Regions from separate parts of the Mus musculus genome. Here all the other regions are linked to region 2. The links are chromatin contacts, called in public Hi-C and HiChIP or PLAC-seq maps. All regions are on one chromosome and are shown on one strand. Each heading gives the region's core, a stretch centred on a gene start, on an enhancer-like site or on the middle of the called end of the contact. The rest is flanking DNA. Distances are from core to core; before and after follow the strand shown.

Evidence for each region. A called contact is a pair of places that touch in the nucleus more often than the background predicts. HiChIP or PLAC-seq counts read pairs in DNA pulled down with a chosen protein or histone mark.
Region 1: a contact with region 2 is called in an HNF4G HiChIP or PLAC-seq map of pancreatic cancer cells. The contact joins the enhancer-like site here to the promoter of Ddx52 in region 2. A contact is called at or near these places in 5 of 39 promoter capture datasets (the HPC-7 cell line, embryonic stem cells and liver), 13 of 484 Hi-C or Micro-C datasets (embryonic stem cells, extraembryonic ectoderm, liver and 1 more), 4 of 115 datasets of contacts at active chromatin or transcription factors (bone marrow-derived macrophages, embryonic stem cells and pancreatic cancer cells) and 1 of 9 other capture datasets (pancreatic islet).
Region 3: a Hi-C map of extraembryonic endoderm stem cells shows a contact between it and region 2, with 4 times the contacts expected there. The contact joins the enhancer-like site here to the promoter of Ddx52 in region 2. A contact is called at or near these places in 30 of 39 promoter capture datasets (the 3T3-L1 cell line, 3T3-L1-derived adipocytes, the C10 cell line and 18 more), 6 of 15 datasets of contacts at CTCF or cohesin (the NIH/3T3 cell line, large pre-B cells, liver and 2 more), 154 of 484 Hi-C or Micro-C datasets (the 3T3-L1 cell line, 3T3-L1-derived adipocytes, the 4T1 cell line and 101 more), 54 of 115 datasets of contacts at active chromatin or transcription factors (the 230-238 cell line, the HPC-7 cell line, the SCID.adh cell line and 38 more) and 5 of 9 other capture datasets (adipose tissue, embryonic tail, liver and 2 more).
Region 4: a contact with region 2 is called in an H3K27ac HiChIP or PLAC-seq map of microglia, with 3 times the contacts expected there. The contact joins the enhancer-like site here to the promoter of Ddx52 in region 2. A contact is called at or near these places in 6 of 39 promoter capture datasets (the C10 cell line, hematopoietic stem and progenitor cells, liver and 3 more), 2 of 484 Hi-C or Micro-C datasets (cortical neurons and double positive thymocytes), 6 of 115 datasets of contacts at active chromatin or transcription factors (the 230-238 cell line, bone marrow-derived macrophages, forebrain and 3 more) and 3 of 9 other capture datasets (adipose tissue, liver and macrophages).

Annotation. Positions count from the first base shown.
Region 1 is chr11:84,099,518-84,102,528 of GRCm38.p6, forward strand. All of the region lies in intron 8 of Tada2a (transcriptional adaptor 2A), which reads right to left. Among named protein-coding and RNA genes, the nearest start is that of Tada2a, 29 kb to the right of the region's middle. Within about 2 kb of position 1,609, at least 21 of the 459 cell types and tissues checked have an H3K27ac peak or open chromatin away from gene starts, as enhancers often do. A contact at or near this core is called in pancreatic cancer cells, where this site is marked.
Region 2 is chr11:83,940,489-83,943,572 of GRCm38.p6, forward strand. It overlaps Ddx52 (DExD box helicase 52), which reads left to right and starts at 1,602. Exons shown (of 15, transcript NM_030096.2): 1 at 1,602-1,776; 2 at 2,755-2,953. The coding sequence starts at 1,690.
Region 3 is chr11:83,803,427-83,806,656 of GRCm38.p6, forward strand. It overlaps Gm38934 (a long non-coding RNA gene), which reads right to left. Exons shown (of 3, transcript XR_880088.2): 3 at 947-1,270. Among named protein-coding and RNA genes, the nearest start is that of Gm38934, 6.0 kb to the right of the region's middle. Within about 2 kb of position 1,410, at least 4 of the 459 cell types and tissues checked have an H3K27ac peak or open chromatin away from gene starts, as enhancers often do. A contact at or near this core is called in the N1E-115 cell line and extraembryonic endoderm stem cells, where this site is marked.
Region 4 is chr11:83,736,011-83,739,157 of GRCm38.p6, forward strand. No RefSeq gene overlaps it. Among named protein-coding and RNA genes, the nearest start is that of Wfdc21, 9.4 kb to the right of the region's middle. Within about 2 kb of position 1,266, at least 57 of the 459 cell types and tissues checked have an H3K27ac peak or open chromatin away from gene starts, as enhancers often do. A contact at or near this core is called in the 230-238 cell line, bone marrow-derived macrophages, liver and 1 more, where this site is marked.

The sequences.
Region 1 (3,011 bases), core at 359-2,858, 160 kb after region 2:
AAGCCAGAGGTAAATTACTTAACTTTACATATTTCTTTTAATGTAAAAAGAGAACATTGTCTATTCCCACTTCTCCATGTGGTGCAGCTATATAAGATTACAAATGTGAGCTAAGGAAAGAAACAGCAACAAAAATATTAAGGATGGATGTCGTAGGTGTACTGGCTCTTGCCTCTAATCCCAGCACTCACTCGGAAGGCCATCACAGAAGAGCAGCTTTAAATTTGAGGCTAACTTACGCTACAGTGTAAAACCATAACTCAAACAAACAAAAAACCAAAAAAACAAAACAAAACAAAACAAAAAACCAAAAAAACAAAACAAAACAAAAACAAACGAAAAAGAGGGGCCACTGAGATGGTTCAGTAATAAAGACACATACCACCAAACCAGACAATCTGACTTTGATCCCTGAAATTCACATGATGGAAGAAGAGAGCCAACTCCTACAAGTTGTCCTCTGACCTCCATATTAGTGTCATGGCATACACACATGCACACACATACCACACACATAGAACTAAATAAATTACCCCCGCAAAACACCCTCAAAACCAACAAAATCTTGATGGTATTGTACAATGCTAAGGACAGACTTGAGAATGGTTCTGCTACTTGCTGCTTGTATATAATTTCCAGTTTCTCCATCTGTAAAGCCAAAATAATGGTAACTCTCAACTCAGAGGGTCTTGTAAGTATTAGATGACTTCACAGAGCTAAGTGAAGTGGTGCATACCATAAGCCATGCAGTAGGCTAAAACAGAAAAAAAAGAGTTTGAGAGCAGCTTAGGTTACATAGCAAGACCCTGTTCCAATAGAAAAAAAATTCATATATGTGAAGGACTTAAAATGGCACCTGGCAAACAGTAAATGAAATATATCTTAGCTATTAATAGTAGTATTAATGTTAGTATTATTATAGCATTTCTACCTATGCATATACAACTGGTTTCTATAAAATGAGAGACAGTAACAAGTGAATGCAGAAAGATCTGCTGGACCTCTGGTATACAGTTAAAGGTCTAAAAGCTGGGAATTTAAATAGAAGAAATACACTGTGGAGAATAAAGGGGGTCCATGGCTGGCAGAGGAGCCTTGATGAAGTGAAGTTTCACAGAGAGATGGCATGCATGTTTGGCATGGTGGCACATGAGTGAAGTATCAGTGTGTGAAAACAGACGGACACAGCAGGATTCCAGGACAGCCTGATCCACAGGGCAAGTTCTAAGTCAGCCTTGGCGACAGAGTTAGTCTGAAACCAACCAGCCAGAGGGAGCGCAAACTATGCTAGCATATAACCCTGAGAAGCCTTGCAAACCCTGACTCAGCCCACAGTGCCTGGTGCCTTCACTTCCCTGGGTTATAGGACAATAACCAGAAAGACGATCCACCCATAAGTTTAGGACCCTGGGACATTTTAAGAAAGGGGTTGTCCACATATTTAGAGAGATTTTTTTCCGCAGATAAAAAGAGGTGAGCCTAGTGGGCCGGCTCACTAAGCATCTGCCTGGAAATCTCACAGTGTCACAAGACTGGAGACTTAATGAGTCCTCGTTTCTTTCTGCACCAGCAATAGCTTATGTCAACAAGGTAGGAGACAGTACCACTCACGAGACTACAGAACTTCCTTATTTTCCTCAGACATTGCTGTACGGGACATGCGTTTCCTGGACCCATGGTAGGAACCTTCTGGTATACTTGGAATGTAATTAACTATCACTCTATTGCACCCATGACTCTATAATAGACTACAAAGCTGACTTTATTGGATAAATTCCATGAATCAACACAAATCTTTGGGTGACACAAAGAAAGCTTGTTGGCATCAGCCCAAATTCCTTTCAGTATTATGAGTGAGGGAGTCTGAAAGGAATGTTGCTAATGCCCAGCTGTATTAGAAGTACAATGGTATGGAATAATAACACCAGCCTGCATTGCACACCATCATCCACTGGACACATGTACACCCTGACTAATTGGTGTCATTCTTCACTGATATGGGACACAAAGAAACAGGACTCCAAGGACTTGCCCAGGATTCCACAGTGACTCAGAAGCAAGCCCAAGCTTGAATCAATGTCCCGATTCCCACCAATCTGTGCCCCTCCGTGTGCCAGGTATGCTTAAACGTTCCTTCTTGTTCCTTCCTGAGTCTCTTGGGCTCTTGGACTACTTTAGTTATTGTTCTGAGAGATTGCTGGGGACAGCATGTGTCAGCCATGGCTATGCTGTCAGAAAGGCTACTCAAAGAGCTCAGAGCCATAAACAAGGTACTGACAGTGTGCTGCCAGGAAGACACGCCCTTGATCTCCAGTGCTTCCCAAATAGTCTCTTTAAGAGCAGTTATCTGTGTATCATACAGTTCACAACACTCAGTCTCCAGTGTGGAGGAAAGTGACACATCCCAGTAAATGCAGCACCCAGGAGCTGGACATAGAATCAGGAGTTCAAAACTATCCTTGCCAAAAAAAAAAAAAAAAAAAAAAAAAACACCAACCAACCAACCAAACAAACAAACAAAAAAGTTGGGCGGTGGTGGTGCATGCCTTTAACCCCAGCACTTGGGAGGCAGAGGCAGGCAGATTTCTGAGTTCGAGGCCAGCCTGATAACAGAGTGAGTTCCAGGACAGCCAGGGCTACATAGAGAAACCCTGTCTTGAAAAACCAAAAAAAAAAAACCCAAAACTCTCCTTGGCTATAAGGCAAGTTTGGGACTCTAGGCTATGTAAGACGCTGTCTCCATTTCTAACATGGGAAGCGGAGCTGGGGAAACAGATCAGTCGGTAAAGCTCTTAACCTGAACCCACTTGAAAGAAAGGCTGGGCGTGGTGGCACATACTTACAATTCTCGGGGAGTTGGAGACAGCCACATCCCCAGGGCTCACTGTGCATCTAGTCTAGTCTACCTGGCAAGTTCTGGCTAGAGTGAGAGGCTGTCTCAAGAAAAAGACGGGGCAGCACCTGAAGAATGACTCCTAAGGTTGCCATCTGACTTCCAGATATATGTGTAC
Region 2 (3,084 bases), core at 352-2,851:
AAGCTAAATGCTACAAACGTCTTCACAGCCTTATCTGTTCTTCTGCATGGGTTCTCAGGATCAAAGTCAGATCATCAAGTTTGCAGGGTTGGTGTCTACCTGTTGAGCCATCTTCCTGTCTCCTCAAAATACTATTTATAGAGAGGGAGTAAATATATTTAAAAGAGTAAGATGTCCCCACTGTTAGCTGTAAGGAGGAGTCAGGGAAGAGATTTTCATGACATCTTATGCTCACTCCACATCTGCTCTCCTCGAGAATGAAAGTCTCACTAGAACTGAACTTTCCCCCTCTCCTCTCTATATCATAGATCTATCCACAAATGATATGGACATATGATGTTTGAGTCTATGCATTGTATTATTTATATTTTGATGTCTCCCAGTTTTGTTTCTCCAGCCTTCAGTCCTGAGCTTCAGACTCTTGGGTCCAAGTACCTAATTGGATGTCTTCACTTAATCAAGTAGAGATCTACATGTCTACAAACGTAACAATTCCATGATTCTCATTCTCACCAAAAGGCTGCTCTTCCTTTCTTCTTAGTTCAGTAAATGGCATGCCATCATCCCAGCTCAAACCACAATATTTAGCTACCTCTGGATCCATTTCCTCACCCTACACAAACTCCATCAGGTACATTAAACTCTATATCCAAACTGTAGCCCAAATCCATCCACATTTGAATAGCTATCAACCCAGATAAAAGCAACAGCTACTTTAGTCTCCATTTCTACTCTTATCTGTTCCATGTCCCTTCTCCAAATAACTCCAAATAATCATGTATGGCCCTTTCACGAATTCATTCATCAAACATTTATGGAAAGCAAACAGAACCAGGGATACAATCATAAAGCAAAAATAGATCTTCATGTTTGTGGACTTACATTCCAGAAGACAGGTTATACAAAACTTAAAAAGTCGAGTAGTTCAAACACAATGAGAATGAATCTAAAAATCAAATGGGATAAACTAAGATAGTTGCTCCTTCCATGAATTTTGGTTTTGCAGCATGTTTAGATTAAAACCTAAATACTTCATCATGCCCTTGTTACAGCGTTGAGACCTGGTTTGTTTGCCCCTGTAAGCTTAGCTCCAGCTACTCCAATTTTCTTTCCTTTCTTCATTTCTTCCTTCATCCCTCCCCCCACCCACCCCCTTTTCCTTCTTTCTGTGGCACTGGAGAGCAACTCAGATCGGCTTCTGTTCTAACAAGGTTTCAGATCCGTTTCCTTCTTCAGATGGGTTTTCTCTTCCCTGGAATGCTGTTCCCATGTCTTGGGAAAGTGGCCCCTTCTCAGTTCAAATTTGATTGAATTTAACCAATCTAACTAAACTAGCTTCTACCCCTTCTCAACCCATCACAGCTTTTAATTTGCCTCACGATGCTTTCCATTTTCCTCAGTTACAGTAACTGGTTAATAGTATCTCTGTCCTTTCTAAACGGTAACCGAAAATGCAGAATATTGGCGTGTTGCTCATCAAACTATCACTAAACGTCTAGCACACTCCCACGCACAAGAAGCGTCGATTTTGGATTTTGTGAACGAATTCCCAGCTCACACGTTTTCCACGCCTATCACAGCCAGGCTCCGCCTCCTGGAGCGACTTCCGCTACGGCCTGTGCGGAAGCAGTCGCGGATAGAAAGTGGTAAACGCAGGCGCCGGGAGGCCGTGGGGCCTTCTGGGTAAAGATGGATTCCTACGACCTGTTTCGCCGGCTTGGAGCCGGCGCCAAGTTCGACGTGAAGCGCTTCTCAGCAGACGCTACTCGATTCCAGGTACTTTCTGTACGCGGGGAGCCGCGTGACCGAGAAGGGGCGGGATCCGGAGATTGAGACCGCCGCCAACCGGGCAGCCGGCGCGCTGGAGACCCCGAGGCCAGGCTCCGATCACCCCCAAGCATTTCCCTCCTGGGATTTAGCTTAACCTAAGATTTACCCCAGACTTCTGAAGGACTGTTTACTGAGCCCCGGTAGACTCAGTTGAGCCTGGCACAGACATTTTGATTCCCAGGTATCTTACTTTACTCACAAAGTTGGAATCCTTTCCGAGACCCCTCTTAGAAACTAAGAAAGCACGCTTTCACTGTAAGCTACCCAAGTTTGACTTAATGTACAGATAGCTGTACTGCAGTGGAGAGTTGGGGTGTTTTGTTTTGTTTTTTCATCACTCTAACCAACCACATTTTAAGTAGCCAACCAAAAGTGTGATCCTGATATGCGGGGGGTTTCTTAAAGAAGTAGTGAGCATGAAAGGAAGTCAGTTGGGACTCACTTGTGAAACATTTTAAACATAAGCCTTACTGTAAAATACAGCCTTTGTGGAGGGTGATGTCTGTGTTTCTTCGTCCTGACTGCAGTGTTGTGGTTACATTTGAACCCTGGAGCAGGGATTTCTGGGATCAAATGCAGGGCCTGCTAGTGAATACTTCTGAGATCTTCACTAAGTTACTTGCTGGTGCCTGGATTTTTTTTTCCCCTCTTCTGTCTCACTGCTATTTACCTTGTAGGGTTGGTGTGAGGATGAAGTAATTTAATATCTAATAAATATCCTTGACGTGTAGTAAATGTATATAAATATTCATTGTTGTTGTTGATAGGATTCTGTTTGCCTAAACACACTACTTAGCTCAACAGAATCTTGTTTGAAAAGGTTAAAAAGGCGAATTACTGAACCTGCGTCCTCCGTACAGCCAGTCACGGTTGGATGGAAACAGTTCTGGCAGTAAATTTCATTTAAAACTTTTGGGGTTTTAGGTAGGAAAAAGGAAATTCGATTCCGAGTCTTTGGAGGTCCTGAAGGGACTAGACTTCTTCGGAAACAAGAAGTCCGTCTCAGATGAATGTGGAGCATTGCAAATACACCAGGAGCCCCCAAATGAGGAGAAAACACAAGGGGTCCTGTTGGAAAGGAGTAAGGAGCCCAAGAAGAAAAAGAGAAAGAAGATGACTTCAGGTTAGTATTGGCTTAATGCTCATTTTTTTTCCAGTTCCAAAACGGTGCAAGCTGGTAAGTCAGACAACACATACCTAGCAACCTTTGTTGATGCCATCTGGATTATACCTAGGTACTGGCTGTTACTTGCT
Region 3 (3,230 bases), core at 160-2,659, 140 kb before region 2:
AGGATGCGTGGCAGAACACCCATCCCTTACCGCATACATCTGCTGACACATTGAGAGGAATCCACTTGCTTGTGTCCCGAAACCCATTCAAAGTAGAACAGCCCTGTAGGACTCTGCTTTCAATATTGGGACAAAAAGAAAGATAAGCTTCATTTGACAAGGGAGTGGGGCTCTGGTGGCGCAGGGGCCTCTTGGTCGAGTGATGACAAGCTGTTTAAGGTTTCGGGCTCTCAGGATTTTAGAGAAGATCACGAGGTTGCCGTCTGTGGAACAGGCACACATTCCTGTGCCTCCCCTGGTCCTTCTTTCCCTTTCCTTATAGAGCTGGGAACCAAACCCAGGGCCTTTCACATGCCGGACAAATGCTCTCCCATTGAGCTACATACTCATCTCCTCTCAGGGGCTGATAATTAATTAGACTCACACTTAGAAAACTTTGGGACTTAAAGGAATATGTTGCTTACCAGCCTTATAAGAAGGGTCTCTGAGGGAGCCAGCAGGATGTCTTTGCTGCCAAGCCTGAGGACCCGAGGTCAATCCCTAGGACCTATCTGGTGGAAGGCAAGAACAAGTTGTCCTCTGACCTTAACACACACTCTGTGGCAGGCCCCCTCCATACACAAAGGCAAATAAACAAATGTAATTTTAAAAAAATAATAAAATAAAAATCAAAGAATGATCAGTGAGTGTCTGAAGGCCTTAGGTCAGTGGTTCTCAACCTGTGGGCCGCAACCCCTTCACAGAGGTGTCACCTGAGACAGTCAGAAAACAGGTATTTGCATTTCAATTCATAACAATAGCGAAATTAAAATGAAGTAACAAAAAAACGTATGGTTGAGGGGATTACCACAACGTGAGGAATTAGAGGGTCGCAGCATTTGAACCACTGCCTTAGATGAACACGTGGATCATGAGAGGGAAAACAGCGAGACATTTTCGGACCATCCTCACAACACTCAAGGCACACAGACCGAGCAGAAGGACCGGACCCCTGCTCCGGAAGTGAATTGAACATCCTGACAGACTGAAGCAGGCTATCCTTACTCCCCCCAGGAAGTTCCTTCCCTGATCTGCATGGAATCACTCTGCACACATTGTTTGAGGACCTTTTCTATGCCATGAGCCGCAGATAAAAATACCAGACGGCAAGTGGGAAAACAGACTGGGGTTCGGAGATAGCGTAGCACGAGAGGCAGCGGAGCCTGGAGCCTGGGCGGTCCGACTGCCACAGCAATTCGAATTCAGATCCTCTTTTCAAGGAGATGAGAATCTAGGGAGAACAGATAAACGAGTCAATAATTGAGTGAAGCTGTATCAGCGCTAGAGATGAGGAATACAGACAGGCTGGGGAGGCTCAACCAGCCGGAGATGAAGAGGCAAGCCACGGAGGCAGTAACAAAGGGCCTTTTATACACACGGAAGATTAGATTTGATTTTGAAAGCCACAAGGAGCCACTTCAGGATGCTAAACGGAGAGAGCAAGGAAGGTCTTGGAAAACGTGACTGAGCTCATTGGAGCCGCATTGTGGGAAACGGATTGGAGGCTACCGAAGTAGAAACTAGTGATAGTATTCAAAAAGGTCTCCCATGCCTGCTCCAGCTGTGTCCCCAACCCCCTCCAGCTGTTCTCCGGGGACATGAGCTGTTGTATGGTGGCATTTGGCTTCACTAGCTTGGCTCCCTGTTCTGCACCTCTCTTCTACTTTATAGGTAAATTTTCTAAATTCTTGAGCTGTCTTTAGCTTGTCCTTTTGCCCTCTCTAAGGCCCGGCCTTCCCTGTGTAGCCTAGGCTCACACTTCTGCCTCCACAACCTGAATACTGGGGTTTCCAGATACGCACTAGCAAGGGACAACCAGGCCTTGTCCTTAGGTGATGAACACAGTCAGGCTTCCTGTAGGGGCAGGGAGATCCAGAGGACTCAGTGTACAAAGCCTCAAAAGTCAACCCAAGTTGTAGAGGACCCCTGGAAATTCTGGGACCAGGGAAAGTAGCAGGCTCTAAGTGGAACTGGCCTGAGAGGGAGGCCAGGCATGGCTGCAGGTGGCAGAGCCACAGGGGTGAGGCTCCCCAAGCCTGATGGATGTCTCATCCTGCCATCGTGTGCCCCAGAGGGCAGACATGGGACTACAGTATGTGTACCCTGCTGGGTTTCTTTCGGTCTTGCTTTAATCAGGTCTTTCCTTGATATGCCCCCAATCTCCATATTTGGGTGCAAAGTGCTCGCTCTGTGCCATTGAATATTAGAATAAGTACCTTGGATTGAGGTGGACTTTTTTTCCCCCCAATTTTAGAGCGACTCACGGCTAAGGTCTTTTAGAAGAGCTTTGAGCGTTGGACTTTTGAACAGTGCATTTGTGGAGACTCTTTAAGTAGGACTGAATGTATCTTGTGTTAGGAGATGACCGTGGGCCTACAGGTGCTACAGGCAGAGTGTTCTGGTTTTGAATCTGAAAAAAATTCCCATGGGCTCATGTGCCAAACCCTTGATCCCAGCTGGCGGCACCGTGCGCGGAGGGAGGCTGTGAAACCTTTGGTGGCCAAAGGTGATTGGAGGTGATTTGCTGGTGATAGCCCAGCTCTGAATCCCAGGCAGCCAGGAAACAAGCAGCTGCTCTAGGTCTCCAACCAGCACAGACTGAGGGTTCCTACTGCGGCCCCTTCTTTATGCCCTTCATGTCAGTGACTATGTCCCTTCAAACTGTGAGCTAAAATAAGTCCTTATTCCCCGAGGTTGCCTCTGTCAGAAATTTTGGCCACAACAACCTCCCTTGCCAATTGAATGTTATTAATATACCAACTGAGATAAATTATGGGATGGGAGCCAGAGGTCAATGCCTGTGTTGTCCTTACCCTGACCTTCCTCTAGTTTTGTGATCTAATTTTTTCATTCTTATTTTATGTATATGAGTGTTTTGACTGCACTCATACATGTATACCTCATGTGTGCCTGGTACCCACAGAGGCCAGAAGAAGGTGTTGGTTCCTTCCAGAACTGGAGTTACAGAGAGTTGGGAGCCTACATGTGGGTGTTGGGAACTGAACCCAGGTCCTCTGCGTGAGGTAAGCTATCACCACTGAACTATCACTCCAGCGCCTCCTCCTTCGTTTTTGAGACAGTCTCTCACTGAATCTGGAGCTCACTCTCAGACTGGCTAGCCTGGTTGGCCAGCAACACTCAGGAATCCTCCTGTCTCCGCCTTGCTAGTGCTGGGATTACAGATGATGTGC
Region 4 (3,147 bases), core at 16-2,515, 200 kb before region 2:
AGGAGCCTCATAGCTAGGCCATGGCGGGTGGGTGTGGCAGGACCACGTGTGTGCACTCTGGTTTCCCAACACCATGAGGATGCCAGTGTCTCTCTCTACTGATAGACACAGTGCTCACTTCTCCTGCATGCTATCAGAATAATACTTCCTGTGCTTGCTCTCTGATGCTGGAACATAAAAACATTGACCTACTCTGCACCCCCAAAAGACTGGTTGGCAGCTCCTCTTTAATTTGGCTCTCCCTCCTGTTCCCATTCTCCCCAGCAACTTTTTGTTGAGGTTGGTCTTGTGCACTGTGTATTCAAATGCTGAGTTCTGTGCCCCACGATGGGGTTGCAGTCTGGATATGGTCATTCTATTCACCAATGTGCTGTAAAGAATGCTCCTGAATTATCTCTGATTTGATAATAAAAGGCTAGAGCCTGTGACTGGGCAGGAGAGAGAGAAAAGTGGGACTTGAGATTGAGTAGGGGGGGGTCACAGGTAGGGACCGCGAGAGAAGGAAAACGGTAGGCTAAGAAGGCGGTTGTCATGAGGCAGGATAGACCATGAGGAAGAACCATTAGCAACTGGCCAAAAGAAACTCACATTGAAGACAAATATGGAACAGATCAAGGCTCAGCTGGCAAGTAATCCAGCATTTATCTGGTTATTAATAGCCTATTAGGGTTATAATAGTCTCAGGACCTGCCCAGTTTAGGTTGTTAAAAAATTCTGATGTCTTTGTGTTGTTTACTTGGGAGCTAACTGGGGAAAGAGTGTGGCAGAAACCACACCCCTATACAATTACTTTAGTACCTTTCCCCCTCCCTTCTCTGAACAGATGCACCACAACCATAGCTGTTCTATAAACTACAATCCCCAATTGTCACTCTCTGCTGTCCACGGGAAATGTTTCAGGTTTTCTCTCCTGCCCCACGTAGTTTCTTCATATCATTCATGCTATCAAATTGATGCAAAGTCCTTATCTTTTTCTTTTCTCTGTTTTTTTTTCTTTTTGGTAGGGCCTCCATAACTATCTGATTGGATAATGAAAGGCTTAAACTTGATAGTTGATTCTCTAAGTATAAGTAACAGAAGCAGACAAATATTAAAGCGAGGGAAGCCATTTCTTCAAGAGGACACATGTGTGTCACAAGGACCACTCCTTGCTCCCTGCCCCTTGTCTCTGTTTCTCAAATACATTACCTAGCACCCACTGCCAAGAAGAGACTCCGGCATTTCTACTATTGCAACAACATAAGGACAGAGGCCTTGACCCAGCATATTAGATGTCTGCCCTTGACTGGGGTTTAGAGCTGTAGTGACACAAAGCAGTTTTTGCCTTTAGTTGGCCCTTGGTAATGAATCGATAGGTACAAAACAAAGTGATGAAATCATGGAAATGCAAATCAAAACCACAGGAGACACCATCTCACCCCAGTCAGAGCAACTTTTATAGAAAGCCCCAAAATAGCAAAACTAGTGAGGCTGTGGAGAAAGGGGAACTCCCATTTGGGCACTCTCGGTAGGAATGTAAATTAGTACAGCTATTACAGAAAACAGCACAAGAGTTCCTCAAAACCATGAAACAAGACTGCTATCAGATTCAGCAATCCCACTGCTGGGCATTGAAATGAGATGAAATCATTATATCAAAAACATATCTGCAGTCCCTGTTACAGCATTATTCACAATGGCCGGGATGTGGAATCAACCAAGGTATCCACTGGTGGATAAACACACAACTACATATTGGTGGTAGGACTGTGTGTAGTCATGAAAAGACTGATGTACTATTATCTGCAATGACATGGCCAAAGCCAAAAGACACTGTGTTAATCGAAGTAAGCCAGGCTTATGCAGACAAATGCTGTGTGTTCTCATTCACTATAGGAACAAAATGTTGATAACATGAAAGTAGAGAGCAGAACAGAGGTTGTCAGGAGCTATCTAGGAATACTATAGGGGAGGAAGGGTTTGGACAATTAGCACCAAAACACAGTAGAAGACTGAATCCTTGGTCTCACAGCACACTACCTCACTCTGAGGTCCACACCAATTTCTTATCTGTAACTATAAGACTATTAAAGAGTGAAGGTTCCCAAAACAGGGTGATCAGTGTTTGACACGCATGGTGATGGTCCTGGTCTGATCACTACATGTATATATGAATGGAACTATCACACAGTGCACACAAGTATGTACACATGATACATGCTAATCTATAACTTTCAATTTTATGCAAGAGTTAAAGTGTTACAAAACTATAGGTCAAAAGATCAGCTCTGTCTGTAAGTTTATGTTTTTGAAATAAATACCATTAGTAGTTTGGTAGGCATTATTCCCATTTATATTCTATGGTATGTCAGTAACTGTATTATTTTATATATTCACTACAGTCTATAATAATACTGTCTGGGAGCAGACCCATTTTCTCACTGCCAATCATCCTTCCAGGGACATATCTCAGAGGTCTGTCTGTGTTCATGGTGTCATTTCTGTGCAGATTGCTGCCAAAGGACCTGGATCTGTGGAATCATATATCAAGAAGGACATGGTCATGTCTGCTCTGGTCATGTCTGTTCCCCCAGCCTGGGAACCAGGTGGAAGCACCAAGCCCTGCCCAGGTCCCCACCCCACACAGCCCAGTGAGCGCATGCCTAGCTCTGCCCTGGCTTTCCTTACTTCCATGGTTAGTGCTCAGGCTCTGTGCTCTCAAGTCTGTGAAGAGTAGATCACAGACACTTTCCCAGCCTTTCTTGAGCACAGAACACTCTGCTCTTGCCTTATTATACAAGTCAGATGTATGTAAAGTGGGAAAATTCAGAGACGGTATTAACCTGTCTTCTCACATAGAAAGCCACATTGACATTCTAAATGAAAGCTTCTACACACATGGACACACATAGACATACACAAACATACATACATACATACATACATACATACACAGACAGACAGACAGACAGACATACAAACACAGACATACACGTGCATACATACACAGACACATAAACATACATACACACACATAGACATAGACATACATACATAAACATACATACACATACACACACATACATACATAAACATACATACACACACACACACACACACACACACACCACACACCCTATTTTGTGTATCCATGGATAGACATAGCCC